Regions from separate parts of the Pan troglodytes genome. Here region 2 is linked to region 1. Evidence: chromatin contacts called from public HiChIP or PLAC-seq data. All regions are on one chromosome and are shown on one strand. Each heading gives the region's core, a stretch centred on a gene start, on an enhancer-like site or on the middle of the called end of the contact. The rest is flanking DNA. Distances are from core to core; before and after follow the strand shown. Region 1 holds the start of LOC107976725. Region 2 holds the start of FANCC (FA complementation group C).

Region 1 (5,230 bases), core at 620-3,119:
TTATCTCCTAATCTCCGGAATTCGTGAATATATTAGCTTACATGGCAAAAGGATTCTGCTGATGTGATCAAGGGCAGAGACCTGGAAATGGGAAGATGATCCTGGATTACTCAGGTGAGCCCTCAGAATCTTTTCCAGCTGCAATCAGCGGTAGACTTGAGGACGGAAGGTTCAGAGAGATGGCATATCACTGGCTTTGAAGATGGAGGAAGGGACCAAAGCCAAGGAATGTGGACAGAAGCTGGCAAAGGCAAGCTAAGGATTGTCCTGTGGAGTCACCAGAAAAGAGTGCAGCCCGGGTGACACCCAGGTAGCACTTCTGATCTACAGAACCGTGAGATAATAAATGCATTGTCTGTCAGATGATACATTTGTGCTGTTTCAAGCTACAAAGTTTGTGGTTATTGGTTATTGTGGCAATAGGGAACGGATACAGGCCCTGTCAGGTATTTCACTCAATCCATGAAATACCTTACAGTATACAAATTTTAACATGCGCGGGAGCCACTTACGGATCCGTCTATCTGTGCTGCCTGGGAGTGTCAAGAGGCCGTGTCCTTCATTCACCTCGCGCGTGGGCGGCGCTGCCCTGAAGATGCTCCCGGGCTCAGTGCAGACGGCTCAGCGTTCTCCCGCGTTCAACGAACCGCCAGAAACGTCAGACGGTACGGAGGAAAACACTTTACACTTTAACAGTATTTTTACGTTTATTTGCAGCAAATGTTGGCTTTGTATTTAAAGTATTTATGATTCACTATAAAGTGTAGGATCCAAGAAAACGCGCTAGTTTCACTTGGCCCCCGTGGCTGTCCCGGGGAGCTCTCCAAGGAAGCACTGGTTCCTGAAGTTCCTGGGGTGCTGCACCACCACGGAAGAACCAAGCTCCACAGAGAAGCCAGAAGCCGCGACCGCGGGGCCGCCCTCTGCCAGGCCTCCACCGCCTCAGCGGCCCTTTACAGCCACCGCATTCTCAATGCCCCCAGTTATTTCTAGCTTCGCACAGCGCCCGGCCCACCGAGCGACCTCAAACCTCGCGACACTCGCAACTCCCGCGGCCCTTCCTGCTACAGGCCTCAGAGGGGAGAGACATCGGGAAGATTGCTCCGCCCACAGAAAGGAAGATTTCGTTCTCGCGAGATCCCAATGACAATTCGGGAGCCCGTTCTCGCGGGATTTTCCAAGACCGGGTTGGAAGTTGCGGGGGTTAGGAGACGGAGGTCAGAGCCTAGGAAGATTCGGGGGTCGCCTTGCCGGCCTCCTGTCCTCCTCCCGCGGCGGCGGAGCCCGAGAGAACTAGGTGAACACCGCTTTGCCAGCCTCACACAGCGTCCCCTGGCTCTGCCGCCGCTCCGGACGTCGCCCTCCCGTTCTGCTTGGGTCCCCTTAGTCGCTACCTTTGCTGGGATCCCCCTCCTCCATCCTGTGGCTTCGGGTTGCCGAAGAGCGATGCTCGGAGGGCGGCCGGAAGTAGCGTTGGCCGCCATTGGCCTGCCGGCCAGCCACCTTGCTGTCCTCCGCCGCCTTCCGGGTGTTACGTGCAGCCGGGCTCGGCCCCTCCCCCTGGCCGGATGGATCCGTCGGCGCCACAGCCCCGCGCGGAAACCTCTGGCAAAGGTACCAGCTCCGCGCTCGCCCCTTACGCAGAGGCCTGTGTACTGCGTCGCGTTGGACCAGTTCGTGCCGGTGCCCTTCGGGTTGGGGTTTTGCCCTGTAGATCCTCTTCAGTGACAGCTGCAGATTGTGAACCCCTCCAGGCCTGGAACCAAATCTCCGATTCAGTGTTGAGAACGTAGACTCGGGAGTCAGCCCCTGGGATCTAGAGCTGCCTCTGACAGTTACTTGCTGAGCAACTTTGGGCAGGCTCCTCATCTGTAAAACTGGGTTCGTTACTAGGTTTTTGCGATTATTAAATGACGTGGGGAATACGCAAAGTATTTATGTGACCCCGCGTCTGGCCCATATTAAGCACTCAGTAAATGTTATTTTCATTATTTATTCTTGTATGCCCCAGTTGTTAGTGAATGGCAGAAGTTTGTTGTAAGTAGATAAATGAAGGTTGAGATATTTAGTTCAATTGAGTTTTATTGCCTATTGAGTCAGGGCATTATATTCTGCCTTAAATAGGAGGTTTAAAGAAGGTGTGATTATCTACCACAAGTCACCTGGGATGCCTTCTGGCACCCAAATGAGTAGTTTTCATTAATAATTGTGCTGTATAACAAAAGCTACCAGGTATTGAGTGATTTTCCTGAGCCCAGCAATATGCTGATTGTTTACTTGCTTTCCTTTGAGGAAGATATCGATCTCATTAAATAGATGAATTCAGAGATAAAGCTCAGAGAGGGCAAGTTACAAGCCTGAATTCTGAGGTCTAGGAATTGATGACGCTGTAATTCAGGGACCAAACATATAAATACCTATAGGAGACTGGCAGCTAAAAATAGATGAAGCTGCCGAGTGGATATTGTGACTGGGAGGCTCATTCCTTTTGATAAATCTAGTCACTCTTGGTATTTAGGGAAATTGGTGGAAGGAGCAGAAAGCTCCAGGGCCCCGAGGTGGGAACACCCTTGAGGAATGCTTGAGGAGGCCTTTGGAGTGAAAGAGGGAGAGAGAGACCCTATCACCAGAATGAGTTGAGTTGGTAATTAGTTTAAACCAAAACAAATGATTTCGACTCATTAAATTATAGGAGACTTAACCCATTTCCCTGTTAAATCCAACAGGAAATCTTAACAATTTAAGCAGTTGTTCTGTAGTTTGGATACTGAGAGATTCCATTTCTAACTCAACTGAATTTATTTCGTCCTAGAAATTATCCGAACTCAAACCCAAAATACTCCAATAAATTGTGTGATTCCCTTAAGGCTTTTTTTTTTTTTTTTTTGCACATGCTGTACACTTATCTGAGATACAGTTCTTAGACCCCTTTCCCTTTTAAATTACATTTCTCAATACTCCCTTCTCATAGCACTCTTCTTCCAATGCACTTTTTACAGTTATGTATATGTTTGTGTACTTTTTAGTTTTCTCGCAAGATATAAAGGATTTATGAGATTGATAATTTGTAATAGGCCAGGCGCATGGCTCACACCTGTAATCCCAGTACTTTGGGGAAGCTGAGGCGGGAGGATAGTTTGAGGCCAGCCTGGACAACATAAGCGAGACCCTGTCTCTACTAAAAATAAAAAATTTAGCCAGGCATGGTGGTGCACACCTGTAGTCCCAGCTACTCAGGAGGCTGAGGCGGGAGGATGGCTGAGCTCAGGAGTTGGAGTTTACAGTGAGCTATAATTGTGCCATGACACTCCAGACTGGGCGACAGAGACACTCTTGTCTGAAAAAAAAAAGAATGTGTAATAAATTCGCATGTTCATTGAATGTCTGCTGTGTGACTCTGTGTTGGTCCTGGGGATAAAATTTATAACAGTACAAACTTATTCTTGGAAAGGAAATTACTCTCTACTGGAAGGAAAAGACAAAAAACAAGTGGACATGATAATTAAATGTTATGATAAGTGCTACAGAGGCAATAAAATGATGAGATAGAGAATAATGGGTACCCTATGCTAAATAGGTGGACTGGGAGCAGAGAGACTGGTTAGGCATAATTTAGGGAAAGTTGATGGTGGCATGCTTTAAGACAGAGGTCTGCAAACTACTGCCTGTGGGCTAAAACTGGTCTGACACTTTTTTTTGTAAATAAAGTTTTATTGGAACACAACTGTGCCCATTTGTTTATGTATTGTCTGGTTGCTTTTGCATTACAAGGGCAAGAGACTGTATGGCCTACAAAATCTAAAGTAACAAATAGCTAATAACTGACTCTAAAGAAAATGTTTGCCAGCCTTTGCTTTAGAGAGATAGTGGCATGGAGGAAAGTGATTCATTTTTGAAGTAGAACCAGGATATTCTGATGGATTGGATGTAAGGAGTAATATTAAATGAGGTTTAAGGGCTGACTAATGGTTTTCTACCTTGAAAAGTTGGTTAGATGATGATGCCAGTTTTTTGTTTTTTTTTAAATGCCAGCTTTTTTTTTTTATTTAAGTTTTAGGGTACGTGTGCACAATGTGCAGGTTAGTTACATATGTATACATGTGCCATGCTGGTGTGCTGCACCCATTAACTCGTCATTTAGCATTAGGTATATCTCCTAAAGCTATGCCTCCCCTCTTCCCCCCACCCCACAACAGTCCCCAGAGTGTGATGTTCCCCTTCCTGTGTCCATGTGTTCTCATTGTTCAATTCCCACCTATGAGTGAGAATCTGCGGTGTTTGGTTTTTTGTTCTTGCGATAGTTTACTGAGAATGATGATTTCCAATTTCATCCATGTCCCTACAAAGGACATGAACTCATCATTTTTAATGGCTGCATAGTATTCCATGGTGTATATGTGCCACATTTTCTTAATCCAGTCTATCATTGTTGGACATTTGGGTTGGTTCCAAGTCTTTGCTATTGTGAATAGTGCCGCAATAAACATATGTGTGCATGTGTCTTTATAGCAGCATGATTTATAGTCCTTTGGGTATATACCCAGTAATGGGATGGCTGGGTCAAATGGTATTTCTAGTTCTAGATCCCTGAGGAATTGCCACACTGACTTCCACAATGGTTGAACTAGTTTACAGTCCCACCAACAGTGTAAAAGTGTTCCTATTTCTCCACATCCTCTCCAGCACCTGTTGTTTCCTGACTTTTTAATGATTGCCATTCTAACTGGTGTGAGATGGTATCTCATTGTGGCTTTGATTTGCATTTCTCTGAGATGATGCTAGTTAATAAGATGCAGGAAGACTATTAGTCACCATCATTTTTGACATTAGTTTTCTTCATTTTATACCCATTGTGTGGTATAATATTTGGTGAATAATTTGTGCTTAAATCACATATGTTGAATAATAGATAATAAAATAAGTCTTAAAAAATGATAGGGTAGGCAGACACATAATGGGAAATATAAGTAATGTGTTAAGAATTGCTGTAAGGGTTGCTTTAGGTTTTAAGGTGCAAATAGTACTGTTATGAAAATTGGGCCCATTGACCTATATGTTGTTTTACTTGTACAGTGGATTGAGGCTTTAGTTTGACATTAAAACACTCTTTTAGAATTTTGTAACAGTTGTCAACAGTTTGGGTCCAGAGAGTAGAGTGGGAGAGAAGGTTTTTCCCTCTGTACTCATTATTGTTATGGTAAAATAACCTCATCAAAGTTAGTGGCTTTAC
Region 2 (5,360 bases), core at 1,450-3,949, 550 kb before region 1:
CAGTGTGGAGTGCAGTGGCGCAATCACAGTTCACTGTGGCCTCGACCTCCTGAACTCAGGTGATCCTCCACCTCAGCCTCCCGAGTAACTGGGACCACAGCCCCGCATCACTATGGCCGGCTAATTTCTTAACTTTTTGTAGAGACAGGGCTCTCTCTGTTGCCCACGCTGGACTCAAACTCCTGGGATCAAGTGATCCTTCTGCCTCCGCTTCCCAAAGTGCTGGGATTACAGGCATGAGCCACCACGAGAGCATGCCTGGTATATGAATTGCCTTTCCTTCTCCACTTCTGCATTTTTATTAAAACACTGCAAAACTTCCAAGGTGCTTCTCCTGTATGTATTCTTTCACATTAAGTCAATCACTCAAGATCCACAAACAAGACAGAGAATGCACATATCCCAGCCTAAAATAAAACTTTAAAAAATCATTTGGTGCTCATTTCCAGCCTGATTTGAGGCCCTAACACTACCAACTTGGAACTACCACTCATGTGAGTTTCCTCTGGCTCTCTCCATGGCCCAGATAATCAATCCAACTTTCTACTGGCCAGGCTGGCCTCCCTGTAGCTGGTTCTCATAAACACGAAATTTGTATAATTGTTATTGGAACTACCTGCTGAAATACGGAACTGGTTAAAAGTACCATTTGTTTTAAAATGTACATGCACAGTTGCACATACATGCAGCAACACATCTTCCACAACCAGCCAATCAATCAAGTTAATGCTTTTTATTAGAGGACAAAACAAAAAATACCAATATAGAGCCTGCTTTTCTTTTCTGATGCCTTGGTAAACGTTTTTGGAGAAATCAAGAGAAAATATGACCGAATAAAGCAAAAATAAATTCAAATGTATAATATACAAAGTATAATTAGTCCAGTTCTCAAGAAGCAGGCTCTTTTACTGGGAGTAGTGGGTTGGTGAAAAAGATCTCTGATATATCTAGGAAAACAAATTCTTTTTCGATGCAGCCTTTCTTGTATATGAATAATGTATATGAGTGCTTATTTCCAGGTGACTCTGGTACAGCACATTACATTGAAACATCAATTCAAGTGTAATGTATAAAGTCGCAATGAACATGTTTTCTATCTAAGCTTAGGTAATGAATGATCTCAACACATGGTATGAATTCTATTGTTTGTAACAACCTTTCAGGGGAGTAAGGAGAAAACGATCTGTTTGAGGGCATATCACTGACAGTGAGTGACAGCCACAAAGAGCTGAAGTTGGGTGGCCCAAAAGTGCTCTGCTCATTTGATAAATGCTAAGTCAAATCACATCACAGTTTAGATGCATTAAATGGGGCACAAGTTAGAATAAAATCAGATGCCCGGGAGTTTTCCAAGTTTCAGATTAGAACAAAAGTCCAGGCACACACAGGACTTTGCTAGAAAACTTCTTGGTCTCTTCCCGTAAGATTCTGGTACCCAATTTCCCATGTTATAAAACTCCAAGTCTTTCCCCCCATTCGGTGCGCTGGACACATAAGATCATAGAGGGGTTCGTAGTTGTAAACGCACCCACTTAAAAAATTAAAAAGAGCAAACCAACAGACAAACAGCACCTGAAAAATCTCTCACGGGCTTTGAAGATATGGCCTGGCGTCCACAAAAAGAGTGGAGGGAAGACACTGGCCTCTGCGAACCCGCCTCCCTCCGGGAATGAAAGGCGGAGGGCGGGAGGGGTAACAGCCGCGCCCCGGGCTCCTCTAATTGGACCTCGCCCCTCCTGGCGCCCCGGCGACTGGGGCTTGGGGGCAGGGGTGTGAGGGACGGGGAGGACGAGGCCAGCTGTAGAGGGCGACCGGCTCAAAGGGGCGAGCTTTTCACGGCTCCCACGGGTCCGAGGCAGAGAAATTCACCTTTGCTCCTCTCCTTTGAAGAAGACATAGCTGCCTGCGCTCAATGAACAAAAAGAACCAAAACGCCAACCCCCGGCTCCCGCCTCTCCGGGGGCTCCCTTCCGCGCGACCCCAGCGCCGGCTCCCGCCCCGGCTTGCCCCGCCCCGGCCCCGCCCCGCGGGCTGGCACCGCCCGCCACCTCCCACCTCCCGCCTCCCGCCTCCCGCCTCCCGCCTCAGCCTTAGCCACAGCCCTGCGCCGGCGGGAACCCCTCTCACCCACCGCAAGGCGCGCCGGGCCCACCCGCTCTCGCGAGCCTTCCCTCTTGCCCCTCGCCTCCTCCTCCCGCTCTCGCCGCTGACGTGTCGGCCAGACCCCCGAGGGAAGCCTCCGCCCTCGCTGCGTTCTGCGGCCTGCCGCTTACCGGGTGGTCCTCGCGGGAGCTGCTTCAGCAGTTTGGGCAGTGGCGGAAAGGAAGCCACCGCCCGGGATCTGTGGCTTGAAAATTTGGCTTTGCCTCGTATCGGCTTTTTGTTTTGAGTGTTTTTGGAATTTTCCCGCGGTCGCTCGGCAGTGGAGCCGCGCGCGCGCACACGTGTCAGCAGTGCATTCTGGGGCCTGGCTAGCGGCCCCGCGCGCTCCCGCGGCGTCGCGGGAAAATTCCGACGAATCTCGGGTCCGTGGGGCGGGGCGGGCGCGGCCAGGGCTCTGGCGGAAGTGGGCCCGGCTGGGGCGGGTTCTAGGCGAGCGGAGTCGGTACTGCTCCAGTGTTCCCGGTTTCGCGCGGAAGCCCCGGCGGGAGCAGGGCTGCAGCAGCAGCGCCCGCGGAGAAGGGGCGCTGGCTTCTTCCATATTCTGTTCAAAATGTAGGGGAGGTAAAATGGAAATTAGTTCTTTTGAAGAAAAGTTGAGGCTTTGTCAACGGGGTAAAACCTCTAAAATAAGATTTTCTAACTGCGTTCTAAACAATAGCAACAAAAAAGGCATCTTCAGTTAATGATTTCCCCTACCGTATATCATCAGTTCCATACAGTGTTTGGTCGGAGTTCAGATCAGTTCAACGCTGTACATAAACCACCCAAACAAATATTAATAGAATTTTCTCCAAACTCCCATTTATGACAATGGCATTAGCTTGTCTTGGTGAATTTTTTTTTCTTCTAGAATCTGACGACTTAAGCTTTAAAATGTCTTAAATCAATGCCTCACAACCATAAATCATAATCATAAAACTACAGCTTAGGTCGGGCGCTGTGTCTCAGGCCTGTAATCCCAGCACTTTGGAAGGCCAAGGCGGGTGGATCACGAGGTCAGAAGATCGAGACCATCCTGGCCTACATGGTGAAACGCCGTCTCTACTGAAAATACAAAACGTTTAACCGGGTGCGGTGGCGGGCGCCTGTAATCTCAGCTACTCTGGAGGCTGAGGCAGGAGAATAGTTTGAACCAGGGAGTCAGAGGTTGCAGTGAGCCGAGATCGCGCCACTGCACTCCAGCCTGGCGACACAGGGAGACTCTGTCTCAAAAAAAAAAAAAAAAAAAAAAAAGCTACAACTTCACATATACGTTCAAAAACACACTACAGGCCGGGCGCGGTGGCTCACACCTCTAATCCCAGCACTTTGGGAAGCCGAGGCGGGTGGATCACCTGAGGTCAAGAGTTTGAGACCAGCCTGGCCAACATGGCAAAAACCCGTCTCTACTAAAAATACAAAAATTAGTGTGTACTCCCGGCTACTTAGGAGGCTGAGGTAGGAGAATTGCTCGAACCCAGGAGGCGAAGGTTGCAGTAAGCCAAGATCGCACTACTGCACTCCAGCCTGGGCAACAGAGCGAGACTGTCTCAACAAAAAACACCACAAAGCTGTGTGTGCTTGTAATAAAAATAGCTCTCAAGTATTTAAACATGTCCAACTATTCCTGTGGTGAAGAAATACCCGTTTTACCAATGAATACTTTCAATTCGGAGACTAATTTGCAGAGGTTATACATTTATAAGTGATACAATAAGTATATAGCATAGCAATAGCAACAATCTGTTTAAGAATTAAAGGTAGTTAAAAAAAGGAACCGATCCAGAGGTTGAGACAAAACTGGCAGAATCTGCAACTACATTAAGGAATTCGGTGTTTACATCCATTCTCAAAACTATTCCCTGCCAGTTAAGGAAGTCGGTGCTTTTTGATTGTTTTTTAATTTTAGATTCGGGGGTACATGTGCTTGCTTGTTACATAGGTATATTGTGTAATGGTGGGGATTGGGCTTCTGGTGTACCTGTCCCCCAAACATTGAACATTGTACCCAATAGCTAATTTTTCAGCCCTCACCCCCTTCCCACCCTCTCCCTTTTTGTAGTCCCCAGTGTCTTGTTATTCCCATTCTTATGTACATGTATACCTATTGTTTAGCTCCTGCTTATGAGAACATGCAATATTTGATTTTCTGTTTCTGAGTTTGTTCACTTAGGATAATGTCCTCCAGCTCCATCCATGTTGCTGCAAAGGACATGATTTCGTTCTGTTTTACAGCGGAGAGGTCGATGTGTTTTTGATGTGTGCATAGTGTGACATGGATAAATCAAAAGCAAGTCCTGGGTAGGGAAATACATGCCTGAGGGGCACTCATCGTGGCACCTTGACCATGAGAAAGTCACCTCTCTGGTAACAAATCGAGAGTGAGTTGACATTTAAGTTCTGCATTTATCAGCAAAGCAAGCAATTAAAGTATGTATTTCTTGAGAGAAATTATCTATTTTGGTACCCACATCCTTTTACATATTTGCTGAAAAATCATTTTTAGTGTTTGTTAATGATTGATGTCTTGCCATATCCCAGTTTTCTGTCTTTTTAGTTCAGTGGTTAATAAAGAATTGCTAGGCTCATCCAACTTTGCAGTATATGAAATGACACCATGTTTAGGCCTAAATTAGACCTAAATGGGAAGCATATATAGCATAAAGATCCAAACTTATATTTATAGGGATTCATTTTGCTTGGCATTCATATACATGGAACTATCTTAATAATATTTTAAGCAATAGTGAGATGTTCACTTTGTAAAATGCCCAGAAAGTTTCCAGAGAAACAGATATTTCAATACAAACCCTCTTTTTAATTGAATCATAAAATTGATTATGGGTGATCCAATTTTTGTTTGTGTGTGGGAGTGTGTGTGTGTGTGTGTGTGTGTGGTTTTGATTTGTTTGTTTTGAGACTGCATCTCACTCTCACCCAGGTTGAAGTGCAGTGGTGCAAACACAGCTCACTGCAGCCTCGACCTTCTGCGCTCAAGCAATCCAACCACCTCAGTGGCACCAAAATGCTGGAATTACAGGCGTGGGCCACCGGGCCCAGGTATGTGTTACTCTGGAACACAGTTTTGGTTGTAGTATAGAACCCAATCACAAATAATGTCGCAAAATGAAAAATGGCCTACTTAGGTGAAAGTTATTACATCGTTTACATTAAATCTTTACATTCTAGAGGAAAACAAGTCAATTGGCTGAGTGCTG

What was found. HiChIP or PLAC-seq counts read pairs in DNA pulled down with a chosen protein or histone mark.
Region 2: a contact with region 1 is called in an H3K4me3 HiChIP or PLAC-seq map of stem cell-derived excitatory neurons, with 7 times the contacts expected there. The contact joins the promoter of FANCC here to the promoter of LOC107976725 in region 1. A contact is called at or near these places in 1 of 7 Hi-C or Micro-C datasets (stem cell-derived neural progenitor cells) and 1 of 1 datasets of contacts at active chromatin or transcription factors (stem cell-derived excitatory neurons).

The regions. Positions count from the first base shown.
Region 1 is chr11:42,631,447-42,636,676 of NHGRI_mPanTro3-v2.0_pri, reverse strand. It overlaps LOC107976725, which reads right to left and starts at 1,869. Exons shown (of 3, transcript XM_063787654.1): 1 at 1,395-1,869. The coding sequence starts at 1,869. ERCC6L2 (ERCC excision repair 6 like 2) reads left to right here and starts at 637. Exons shown (of 19, transcript XM_054658300.2): 1 at 637-1,614. The coding sequence starts at 1,569.
Region 2 is chr11:43,183,088-43,188,447 of NHGRI_mPanTro3-v2.0_pri, reverse strand. FANCC (FA complementation group C) reads right to left here and starts at 2,699. Exons shown (of 14, transcript XM_024345774.2): 1 at 2,274-2,699.